Linked DNA regions of Mus musculus: all the other regions are linked to region 1. A link is a contact called in public Hi-C and promoter capture Hi-C data. All regions are on one chromosome and are shown on one strand. Each heading gives the region's core, a stretch centred on a gene start, on an enhancer-like site or on the middle of the called end of the contact. The rest is flanking DNA. Distances are from core to core; before and after follow the strand shown.

Region 1 (2,940 bases), core at 74-2,573:
AGTTTTCCACCATAAATTCTACCTGGAATGACATCTTTTTATAGAGATACTATTTGGACAGGCTAGCAAAGAACTAATAAATTTAAACCACCATGGCTAACCCATTTTGACTTATTAAACACTCGAGGGAAAGAGAGCTGTTTTGCCATAAGGGGGAGCTTTTGAGTTCCATAAAGAGGGGGAAAGGAATGAATATATATATATATATATTTCAGTTCAAAACGTAGAGCCACAGGGGCAGCAGACTGTTACCTGCTTACCTGTGCTTGGCCAACATTAGGAGAACTTGGATTGTTTTTAAGCTGAAATTGGGTAAATTCATATTTTCCTACCATTTATATTCAACAAAAAGTATATCTAACAGTCAACTGAATGATGTAGGATTGTTCAGGGGCAATGATGGGGGACATAGCACTGGTCCACTGTATCTCCAAGGGAGATGCCCTGCAAACAGTTCTCTGATGCTCTGTTCAATCTATACGGATTTGGGAATTGACTTTGGTATGCTGAAGCGCGAAGGTTAGCATTGGGGTCTCAGGGAAGAGAGAACCAACTTACTACAGTATAACTTTAAGAAAATGTGGTGAGAGGAGAAGGAGAAAGGCAAAAGAGACAGAGAGAGCAAGGAGGAGAAAAATGGGAGAGGGAGGTGAAGGGAGGGGGACAGAGAACAAGAAGAAAAGTGGGAGAATGAAAGAAAGAGGGAGGGAGGCAGAGAAGATGAAAAAGAATCTGAAAATCAAGTTTCAACGCTTTGTGTATTGTGAAAAGAGAGACATGTAACAGCAAAGGGCAAATGAGACCCTGAAAGACAGATTTTTCTCTCCCGCCACGAGGCAAAATAAAAAATAAAAATAAGGGGCGGGGGTAAAGGGAGCAAAGCAAAACAAAACAAACCAGAACGTGTGTTTTGAGTCGGAATGCGAAGAGCAGGGAGGACCGTAAGGGGGTGTGTACAGAATTTCATTAAATTGTTACTTTAAGATTGTCTTCTTAAAAACAGAAGAAGTAGAAGAAGAAAGAGGGGGTGGAGAAGCTGAACCGAAGGAAAGGAGACAAACGGCAAAGTAGAGGAAGGCTGGGTGGATCGGCCTCTCCAAACCGATTGATTGGTCATGATCCCCGCAGTTTGAACAGGGACTCATTCAATTGGGAAGGTGGAGTGCTGGCGAACAGATTAGCACACGCTTGTTTACTCGTCTTCTAAGGGATTTTTTCCCCCTCTTTCCTTTCATTTCGTGAAGAAGGAGGGAGGGGAGGGGGCGGGGGGGAGAAGGGGGCTGTGGCTTGTGTTATAAAGGACGCAAAAAATAAATAAATGAGAGCATCTTGGGGGGAGGGAGGGAATTCAGCCGACCAGTGTGTTAGAGGAGATTTTTTTTAAGAGCTAGAAATATATAAAATAAAATGAAATAAAACAAGGAGGAAGGCATCCAGCTGTTAGAAGGGGGGATAAGGCAGATAAAGGAGCGGGGAGAGAAATTAATTGCCAACCAGGAGGAGTTGGACTGTATTTTTGAAAGGTGGGGGGAGTGGAGCACACACCTTGAGGAGGAAAGCGAGAAAGAAAAGAAAAAAGCAAGTGGAAGGGGGGCTCGCACGAGAAAGGAGGCAAATAGTAGTGCGAGCTAAAGCTGGCAGCTCCGGGCGGCGGTGCAGGGGCGCAGGGGGGGCGGGGGGGACCGTCGGACATGCGGCTCTGGAGTTGGGTGCTGCGCCTGGGGCTGCTGAGCGCCGCGCTGGGCTGCGGGCTGGCCGAGCGCCCCCGCCGGGTCCGAAGAGACCCTCGGGCCGTGCGCCCCCCGCGCCCCGCCGCTGGACCGGCCACCTGCGCCACCCGGGCGGCCCGCGGTCGCCGCGCCTCGCCGCCGCCGCCTCCGGGCGGTGCCTGGGAAGCCGTGCGCGTCCCCCGGCGGCGGCAGCAGCGGGCGGCGAGGGGCGCCGAGGAGCCGAGCCCGCCTAGCCGGGCGCTCTATTTCAGCGGGCGAGGGGAGCAGCTGCGCCTCCGGGCCGACCTGGAGCTACCCCGCGACGCCTTTACACTGCAAGTGTGGCTGCGAGCCGAGGGTGGCCAGAAGTCTCCAGCAGTGATCACAGGTAAGGAGAAAGGGGTCCCCCCTGTCTGGCGGACCACCCTGCGGGTCTCTGCAGGCCCCTCCTGGGTTCTTGCGGATGTCTGGGGTGCAGGTGGCGGGTGGGTCTGCGGGAGCCGTCCCGGGAGCAGCACAGGGAGTAAGGAAGAGAGACTCTCTTTAACCCATCTGCGGAATGGGCGCGCTGAGAAAGGATGCTGCCCGGCCTCTGGGGAGCTGCACTCGGGAGCTCCTCGCCGGTCCAAGACCAGGAGCTAGGGATATAGCTGATCCCCCGGGAACCCAGAATACTTAAGTGGTGCTGGGGATGTACAGAGAGACTCTGTCCGGGTATGGGAGAAAAGGGTACAGGACCCAGATGGGTTGCGTGTGAAAGAAGTGTAGGAAACGGTTCATTTCTCTTTACTTTTCCATAGACGCAATTCTCCAGTAGCCTGGCTACCCTCAAAGTAGGCATGGGGCAGGTAGTTTTGATTGCCAGACTTAGAAGTCCTATAACTACCCCAAAGTTGCTCTCTGCCCGAAGCTTGCCTCTGGGAACCACCACCACCACCATAGCCACCCACACTGCCTCTCTGGGTCCTTGCTTTTAAAGCCCGTTGCCTGTCATTCACCGCTGGGTCAGACCTTCTTAGCGCACCTCTGACAGCCTACCCCAGACTCGGCTGAGAAATGGGGCGCTTTTCTCTTTGGGGACTTTTATGAGCCCATACTAGATTTAAGATCTCCCTCCTCACCCTCCCTCTCTCCCCTTCGCTGCTCCACAGCAAAGCCCATAGTGAAACCGGACACTTTGCGAGGGCTGCAAACCTTCCAAACGCCTCAACATTCATTTTCCCTTCTAAAT
Region 2 (2,862 bases), core at 183-2,682, 220 kb after region 1:
TGTGAAGGAAGTCACATCTTGCTTTATAAAGGCAGATAAGAGCACAGAGGAAAAAGAAAGAAGCCTAGAGAGATGAGGGTTTTACAGCTTAAGCCAGTGTGTCTGATCATTCTCCAAAGGTAATGGGGAAGCTCAGCAAGGATTACAAAGCATTGCACCAGCTTAGAGGAGCCAAGAATATTCCTTAGAAGGCTGGTATGCCAAACTGAATGGGTTAGTAGACGAAAACAAGCAGCTAGCCAATCAGAGCATCCCAACCATTAGGTGGCTGATGATCACAGATACCAAAGGTGTTTCTCTCCCCCTCCCATTCAAGGTTGGCCATGACATGTTCATGTGGATCAGACACAGAAAGGACTTATAATTTGTTCCTGTGAGGGAATCTAATTATGGTCTCTCAAAAAGTTACTTTCGCTGTCACTGCTATCAATATCATCCATCACCTCCGTCATCTTCATCATGTCACTATCAATGCCACTGTTGACACAACCAATATCACCATCACCATGCCCAGGAACATTATGATCATTATCACTATCATTTAATAAACACATATTTTGTGGCATCCATTGTGCTGATTTCCTGGATTTCATACTTTAGGGGAAGAAATTCCCTTGATATGATTATTATTGCCTCCATTTTTATTGAAAGAGAAACTGGAGCTCAGAAAAGGAAGTGGTTTGTTTGAGAGCATACCTTAAGTCTATTACAGGGCAAAAGCTCCAATCTAAGTTCTCCTTCCATCTCTACCAGTACCTTTCCTCCTTATACCTATGGACATTTTATCAAGCATGAATAATTTACCCACACTTGAGCACTCTACTCTATCCATTCATTGTGTTGTATCAGGCACTGTACCCATCTCACCCCCAAGAACTATATTGTTTGTATGTGTCATGTCTTTATCTACTTGGCTTGTTAACTATTTATATGTACACTGTACAGTCCTTGAGATTGAGGGAAATACAGTGACTAACACAAGGTACCACAGTGTAAGTACCTTGCTATGGGGCAGCAGAATTAAATCTTTCAGTCTGTCAATGAAAGATACCTCTCAGACTGTTAACAAAGGATACCTCTTGTTTCCTTAACACACACACACACACACACACACACACACACACACACACACACACATCATATTTTGCCCACTACCTCCCTGTTGAGTATGAGTCAGAATCTAGCCCTTGACTGTCTCCCAGATTGAGACAAGAGCCACAGCCAGAGATTTGTGGTACATTTGCCCAAGCTGCATGTCTAAGCCATTCACACCCATGGATGAATGGGCACCTGACCCAGATGGAGAAAACCCAGGTCTGAGCACCATCCTCTAGCCAAGAAGAAAAGAGAGAGAATCCTCCCTTGACTCATTGATTCAAGTCTTGTTAATGGAGCCTGGCATGAGACAACATAGCTACATGGTTATTGGGCATCTTCAAATATTATCTGGTCACCATGGTGTGTGGCAGGTTTTCAAGAGAGGCAGCAAAGAATGGACTCTAGATAGGGTTTCAGAAACTGGAAATCAGGCTTGTAGTTCTTACTATATTGAACTGTGATTCTTGTCCTTAGTCCTAGGGATCTTTTTCATTGAGATGAGTTTTGACTCCTGTTCTTGCTTTTTGGGGGACATGGACATGGTACTGAGAAATGATGATAAACACAGATGCATGTTCCTGGCCACCTGCCAGCTAGTGACTCACTTCTTTGCATCTTAGTTTCCTCTAAGGTATAAGACAGGGATAGTAAGAATAGCTACCTTATTAGGGTTGCTGGGAAGCAAAGAATGAGATAATGCATGTTGAGAGTAGCTCAGGGCTAGGTTCATCATAAGGAACAAAGGTCTAAGAGCTGGTTTGGAGAGGAGCTGATTTCATTGACTCTCACCAGAACATTGTGGAAACTTTATGAAGCTATCATCTCTCAGCTGGAGCCTATAACTGAATTCAAAGCTTCTACCATGATCTCATTAATATACCTACATTTAAAGAGCACTATAGACACAAAAAGGTGTTGGATTCCCTTTAGAACCCAAGCCTTCTCTACATTTATCATGTTCTAATTACATTCCCTAATGTTTACGTTCAGATGTACCTGTTTAAGAAATGTTAAAACTTCCAAGGTTGGCCTTGCTAGGATGGAGATTAGAAGATTTATAAGCAGACTATAGTGAGAATTATCTGTTTCCAGAGCTCTGCCTGCCAATGACTTTGGAGAAGTTAATGAAACTAAAGAGGGTAGGAAAAAAAAAAAACCAAGCAAGACAGAGTTTGTTCGTAAAATTCTTTGTTTCTGGTTTCTAGGCAAAAGGTATGGGTAACCCAGTGGGAGAAATCTTGCCTAGCCTGTATAAGACCCTAGACTTAATGAAACACACACACACACACACACACACACACACACACATACACACACACACACACACATGAGCTACATTCATTACCTTTTTTTTTTTTTTTTTCTGGATAAGGTTTGCTTTCCAGTTTTTTCCTACTGAGAAATATTTTCAGCCATAGTGGATGATAGGTCATCAATGCTTACTCTACAAATCAGGAAAGTCCATGATGTGTGCTAGTTATCTGCTTGTGCATCCATGAGCGCATCTACTGATGATTCTACTAAAGGCCATCACTTGGCTAAGATTAATTTCAGCACTAGCCCCTCCTCTTTCCAGACTGAGCAGACGCACAAGTGAGAAGCAATTCTGTGTGGAAGGAGTGTAAAAATAATATGCTCTGATATCCTAAGACCAAAGAATAGGGGTATGAGACTTGAGATAAGACATGTGGAAGGACAGTTAGGACAGAGAAAACTGAAAAGCTAAAGACTTAAATATGGGAAAATATTTGGATTGTTTAAAAA
Region 3 (3,056 bases), core at 538-3,037, 150 kb after region 1:
CTTTTCAGGGAAAGGTAGAGAGGAGATTGGAGGGATCTGATGACCTATCATTCCCGCCCCCCCCCCCCAATCTTTGTGCTTGGTGGTGAGGATTTCTCACTGTGAAACTTTGATCTAGGATTAGCTATGTCTCCCAATTTTGCTCCAGGGTCAATGAGATCATTTTTTGTTTTCAAATTAGAGTTAACTGTATTTGTAATTTTAGCCTTTGTATCTAAACCTTAAACAGCAGTTTTCTAGTACCAGAATGTGATCAGAAGATACTCCTTAATCTTGTTCCAGAAAAATGGCTTCCTGTGCTATGGTCTGAAAATAGAATTTTCTCAATACCTTCTTTTTCTGGAACTAGCAACATCTTAAGGCTCTGAAAGGAAATCCACTATAATGCTGGATTCTTATCTGGAACAGGTGATGTCTCGGGATGTCCACCTACTGCTAGCCATAGCATCTATTTTTCCTTTCTAATGTCTAGTGTCTATTCTGGTTAAAGTAAACAGAGACCATGTGCTCTGATACAATCAGTATATACTGATGTTTTATCTATTTATGCAATATATACCAGTCATGTATCATCACGTAGAATTTCTGAAATTTGCTTTTTATATGAACATAAAAGAAGACAGATCAGAAATATTAACTTTTTTCAAAAATATTATGTTGGGAGCTGTATGCGGAATAAGGCACAGCCTCTTGACCTTTCTCCTTCATGCTTATGCAACTGACAACATCTGGAAAACTGGTTTTGTCATGGCTCATCTGTGGCTCAGTTTTTTTTTCCTTCTCAAACCTTTTTTATCTCTAGAGTCTACTTGACACAGAAAATTTACACTTCAGATCTGGCTTCAGGCATAGTTCGTTTCAGTCCCTTACTTGTCCCTCCCCATCCCTCAGTCTACATGAACCTTGAACCCAGAACCAACCTGTTATTCTGTACATTCCAACTCACTTAATTCTTTACTATAATCTTTCCATGGGTTTAGGAGTCACTTATTAGAAAGAGGTGTGGGGATTCTCTATTGTTATTTTCCTTTGGGGTTTATTTTTTCACATATACCATGGGAATAAAGATATTAGTGCGTAATAAGAGCTAAGGAAGTGTTAGCTGAATAAGTAAATTAATGAAACAGAATAAATATAGGAGAAAGGTTTTATTTTCAGCACAAGAGAGGGAAAACTGATTCTTCCAAAGAAACCTGGGATATCTGGAGACCCATAGCATTCCCCCTCTCTCCTAGGAACACAGGGGAGTCCCTCACCTTACTGTCCTTATTCTTCCGGCATCTTACTCCTGAAAGTGGCACATGAGCCTTGGACTCACCTACCAATCATCTTGCTGGAGATCCTGTGCTCTACTGTGGGAGAGCACATGAACTGAAGAGCAGTCTCCAGATGTTAGCAGTTTCTGCTCTTTTTTTTCCCTTCCTTTTCAACAACAACAATAATAATTAAAGAAAACACAGGCCTTGTCCCCCATCTGCACCCCTGAAATTAGAAACAGGTGGGCCCAAATGCACTAGTATAGCCCAGTCACTTACCCTTCGCAAGGCCTGCCTTGTACTGAGTCACCCAGCCATACCAGCTGCTTTATGAACTGGGACAGGGGCTCCAGTAAGAGATCACGGTCATGCCACAAGACGCTCCAGAGCTGGGCTTTCCCTCTCCCCACCTCCCACCCTGCGGAAGCCTTGGCCTCTAGCTTAAATGGATGTATTTTGGAGAACTAGGTGGTTTAAGAGATTAGTAATGAGATCCTGAGTCTTTCAGTACTGGGTCAGGAGTTCAGAGGCAGGCCTGGGTGACTGGTGAATGGCATAATTAGGAGCCAGGGGCAGCCTGTGAGGGCCTCTGTGAAATGAGCCTGGACTGGCTTTTCATGGCTGCAGTTGTCAGCTGCACAAAAGCCCACCACCACATCCGACACTAATCACTCTCCCTTGTTAGAGGATTTACTAGCTGGAGAATCCTGAGCCCCTACCTAGCGTTCTAAAAGCCGATGTCCAAAATAGTTTTAGGCTATTGCCTGGTTCTTCTTTTGTAGAGTGGGACGTGCACATCCACCCTGTGATATGGATCCATGAGAACTAACATTTCATGTGCCTTTAGTTGTGAACTGGAATTGTGTTGATTATTGCTGTCATTGCCGTTGTGATTGCTTACTCTCCCTAGCTGGAAAACCAGACCACAAATCTACCCTGCTCAAGGGAAGAATGGAAGAGAGAAGAGTGATGTGATAACCTTGTCATTCCGTTATTGTCACCAGCTTTTTTGATCAGCATCATTTACACTGTGTGAAACTTGATTTCCTCCCCTGTAGAATGGACCTGGAATAGAAAATTGTCTTAGTCTAACAGAAATCATATCCAGACTTTTACCACCTGCTCCTGACAGGCATGGTCCTGGCATGCTTTTTTTTCCCCCCACTTCCGAGTCCCAAGGCACCAAAGAAGATATGTTGTTGGCAGAGTCCCCAGGAACATGAACACTAAACTTGACACACAGAAGCTGGCCAGTAAATGTTATGAAAGAAGCTCTGGTGTGTTCCCATGCGGTCTTAGATTCCAATAGCAGCGTTTGCCTTAGAAGAGTGAGATGCCCATTTCTGTCCATCAGAAATCTGAAGCTTATATATAAGAAAGGAGTGAGTGAATGAACAGATACGGCCCAATGTAACCATAATAATGGTTCAGAGATATAGCTCATCTATGAGATTTAGTTAACCCACCAGTAAACCTTGTTAGCAAGGAGCAGAGAAAGTTATCTTAAAGAAATTCTTTGGGAAAGCCCACCTTTTCCTTGTGGCCATTTGATCGATCAGGGGCTTGCACCACACATCACAAACAGTTCACTTCTTGTGGAGAAGTAGGCCTTGCTGGCATTGGATCTCTCAGGAGTGTGAAATGCATAACATTTCCCTGGGGACAATGAGGTGCTAATCAGTCCCAAACAGAGACCCAAGGCTGGAGAACTTCCAAAGCCAAGTTCTCATTGAGAATTGTCTCCTAGGCAGAGGCCTCTAGATCTGCTGTTAGTTCCAGAACTTTAGAACAGTGCAGGTA
Region 4 (2,933 bases), core at 130-2,629, 170 kb after region 1:
TTGGCACTAACCACACCCTATTCTCTGCAAGTGTTTGGAATTCCGGGTGTGTCCTGGAGCTGGCACTTCAAAGCTGTTTGCACATCATTGTGTAGAAGAACCCATTTCAAAACTGCAGAAGCAAGCAGACAAAGGGTCAGTTCAGGGTCAAATATAAGCCAAAGAAGCAAGAACTTTATTGTTGTGTTTACATGTTTGTTTATTTGGTAGCTTTAAAGGCAAAGGGAAAACATATCTTGAAGAAAGAGAAAGAAAAATCTCTTAGGACTTCTCTAGATTCCTGGGAAGTTTCCTGAACTTACAAGCAAATATTTTCATAGTTATTCTGGCACTGCAAAGGGTGAGGAGCAGACAGTGGAAATGTCAGGCTGCCCAAAAGCTCCTTGGATCCCATTGTTGTTATCTAAGGCTTCTCCGGCTCCCTGTCTCTCCCCATCGGATCGTCCTGTTCTTTGTCCAGACTACTGAGCAGAGGCTTAGTGTCACTGAGAGTGTAAAGCAGATAAAGGACACCTGATGGGCCCAGGACTTCCTCCACCCATAAGGAGAGCTCTCCCATCTGTCAGCACATGTTCAAAACCACATTACTTTTACAATGTAGAGATGAAGGTTTAGGAACTTGCTAGAATTCCATCACCAGCATGCAGCTAAACACTGAAGCCTGTTTTTGGCCCGACTCCATCCCACCTGCCAAATCTACTCCTTACTCTGTGGAATCCATGTGTCGTTTTCTCTGCTACCATCCGTCCTTTCCTAAACCCGAGAAAAGAACAATAAAACATGAAAGGACTCTCATCTCAGACAAATTTGGGTTCTACATGTCTTTTGTGCTGCAACCATGCTGTGCTTGTTCATGGACCCCAGTTTCCATCCTTGAAGATTGGGCAGAGGTCCTTCCCACCCAGGGTTGCTCACAGGTCTACTGATTAGCCGTAACAGTGAGCTTTTGACTCTGGGAAAGGCTTGCTCTTACAAATTATTTCTCCCATCTTTATGAGAGCCCAGGCAAGCAGCATGAACACCGAAGGCTCAAACCTTCAAGTCCCTGTAGCAACGTGGGAGGGAGGGAGGGAGAGCCATAGATGAGGGTGGCCATTTGGGGGAGGGAGAGACTGTGAGCATTAGGTGAAGGAAAGCTTAGGGGCCAGGGAGGCAGGGGGATTGGAAAGATTTGGAAGCACGGAAAAAAGGCAGACAAAGAAACTTTCAATCAAACTCAAAATCCTCACTGGCCGCCCAATGGTGCTTTTGTGGAGTGACATGAAAGGGTCTTGGGGCTTCGGGAAGAGCCCGTTGGGGAGGGCGTGACTGGCCTTGAGTAATGAGCCTGGCCCCTCGGCCCTCTGTCTCCTCTGACAGGCCTCCATGTCTTGAGCTGCAGAAACAATCCCCTGATTATCCCTGTGGTCCATGACCTCAGCCAGCCCTTCTACCACAGCCAGGCGGTACATGTGAGCTTCAGTTCGCCCCTGGTCGCCATCTCGGGGGTGGCCCTCCGCTCTTTCGACAACTTTGACCCCGTCACCCTGAGCAGCTGCCAGAGAGGAGAGACCTACAGCCCTGCTGAGCAGAGGTAAGCAACCAGGGCCTCCTCACCCTGGATCATTTGTACTAAGTGGAGACAGAGAGTCTGAACAGGCGCTGCTGCTGCTCTTACATTCTACCTGTTTCTCCAGTCTCCGTTCTCTGACTTCTGGTCAGCTTGTCCTTAAAGATCGAGAGGACCAAAAATCTTTGAATGTTGGAGTGAACTACTAGAAAGTATAAAGGAACCCTCTTTCCACCTGTCCTGCAGCTACTGAGTTGATGGTAGGATACAAAGTGAACTAGACATAGCAATTTTCTGCACTCGGCTGCATCATGACCATCTGAAAAATGACAGGGCAGATATATTAACTCTTGGTTCTTAGTATTCTATTTTGATGGTGTAGACATAGTAGGTGACATGATCCTCTTCAGTTACAGATGATGTGACTGCCAGTAGCTTCATTCCAGTTCACTGTGTATTTTAATGAGTGAAACTCCCTTATCTTCTGCAGGCCTAGCGCCTGGTATTTCCCCAGCAGTGGAGGAGTTTGTGTTTTTACTTCATCACATCAATTAGTGCCTTTGATCTAGTATCTGTTAATGCTGTTCAGCTCTTGCTGTCAAAGGACAGTACTTATTTGAAAGAATGAGTTTGGGGAATATGCTAATCTTGGGGTTGAATCTCCACATTATTGATTCTCAGATGCATGTCCTTGCATGAGTCACTTCACTTTTTAGAGTCTCAGTTTCCTATTTAGGAAGATGTAGATGATGACATCTACCCATAGGTGTAATTGTGAGGCTCAAGCTCTACACTGTAGGTGAAAATGACCTTGCAGGATACTTACTGTGCAAAGTTAATGTATCTGTGAGGACTCTTATCAACAGTCAACTTCCACCCACAATGGTGATGCCTCTGTGTGAAGAAATCTGTCTATTTCTCTTAAAAGGCAGAAGTGGAGAAACCTCAGAGATGATCTAGGGCAAAGAACATATTCAAACTTAGTGTCACCATCTAGGGTTCTGGGGCCCTATAAAGGGAAGTGATCCAGTGTTGATTAGTGTCTCTCATGTTTGTTTAATAAGAACCAGAGGGAGAGTTGGTGTGTTGGTGGCCTCTGCAGAGTGAAGCCCTCTATGTAGCCATTCTGCCCTGCCCCGTACACCTGGGGGCAGAGAAAGGGAAGAGAACTGGTGATGGGAGGGGGACACTAGCCTTTCCCACGCCCCTGCTCCCATAGAGGACACAAAAGGTGGTTGCAAAATCCACATTGTTTTGCACCCACAGTCTCCAGCTTCTGTTGTGCAAAGTGTGTCGCAATCTCTGCGATGGAAGAGCTCCTTAAATATCCCTCATTGTCATATTTCATCCTAACAGCACTTCTTTATCCCCAGCTCTCCAGCCT

What was found. Promoter capture Hi-C pulls out the DNA fragments that hold promoters and counts their contacts. Hi-C and Micro-C count contacts between places; a contact is called where the count stands out from the background.
Region 2: a Hi-C map of olfactory sensory neurons shows a contact between it and region 1, with 4 times the contacts expected there. The contact joins the enhancer-like site here to the promoter of Pappa in region 1. A contact is called at or near these places in 8 of 39 promoter capture datasets (the 3T3-L1 cell line, 3T3-L1-derived adipocytes, cranial neural crest and 4 more), 3 of 484 Hi-C or Micro-C datasets (MC3T3-E1-derived osteoblasts, immediate neuronal precursor and olfactory sensory neurons), 1 of 115 datasets of contacts at active chromatin or transcription factors (fibro-adipogenic progenitors) and 2 of 9 other capture datasets (adipose tissue and embryonic stem cells).
Region 3: a contact with region 1 is called in a Hi-C map of uterus, with 3 times the contacts expected there. The contact joins the enhancer-like site here to the promoter of Pappa in region 1. A contact is called at or near these places in 2 of 39 promoter capture datasets (3T3-L1-derived adipocytes and embryonic stem cells), 5 of 484 Hi-C or Micro-C datasets (MC3T3-E1-derived osteoblasts, embryonic stem cells, nephron progenitors and 1 more) and 2 of 115 datasets of contacts at active chromatin or transcription factors (cardiomyocytes and embryonic forebrain).
Region 4: a contact with region 1 is called in a promoter capture Hi-C map of liver, with 2.0 times the contacts expected there. The contact joins the enhancer-like site here to the promoter of Pappa in region 1. A contact is called at or near these places in 3 of 39 promoter capture datasets (3T3-L1-derived adipocytes, cranial neural crest and liver), 4 of 484 Hi-C or Micro-C datasets (brown adipocytes, differentiating embryonic stem cells, embryonic stem cells and 1 more) and 6 of 115 datasets of contacts at active chromatin or transcription factors (cardiomyocytes, embryonic forebrain, embryonic limb bud and 2 more).

What each region holds. Positions count from the first base shown.
Region 1 is chr4:65,122,851-65,125,790 of GRCm38.p6, forward strand. It overlaps Pappa (pregnancy-associated plasma protein A), which reads left to right and starts at 1,324. Exons shown (of 22, transcript NM_021362.1): 1 at 1,324-2,097. The coding sequence starts at 1,692.
Region 2 is chr4:65,346,264-65,349,125 of GRCm38.p6, forward strand. The region is part of intron 21 of Pappa (pregnancy-associated plasma protein A); the gene reads left to right. Among named protein-coding and RNA genes, the nearest start is that of Pappa, 220 kb to the left of the region's middle. Within about 2 kb of position 1,433, at least 3 of the 459 cell types and tissues checked have an H3K27ac peak or open chromatin away from gene starts, as enhancers often do. A contact at or near this core is called in olfactory sensory neurons, where this site is marked.
Region 3 is chr4:65,276,979-65,280,034 of GRCm38.p6, forward strand. All of the region lies in intron 10 of Pappa (pregnancy-associated plasma protein A), which reads left to right. Among named protein-coding and RNA genes, the nearest start is that of Pappa, 150 kb to the left of the region's middle. Within about 2 kb of position 1,788, at least 32 of the 459 cell types and tissues checked have an H3K27ac peak or open chromatin away from gene starts, as enhancers often do. A contact at or near this core is called in uterus, where this site is marked.
Region 4 is chr4:65,295,887-65,298,819 of GRCm38.p6, forward strand. It overlaps Pappa (pregnancy-associated plasma protein A), which reads left to right. Exons shown (of 22, transcript NM_021362.1): 13 at 1,360-1,573. Among named protein-coding and RNA genes, the nearest start is that of Pappa, 170 kb to the left of the region's middle. Within about 2 kb of position 1,380, at least 28 of the 459 cell types and tissues checked have an H3K27ac peak or open chromatin away from gene starts, as enhancers often do. A contact at or near this core is called in liver, where this site is marked.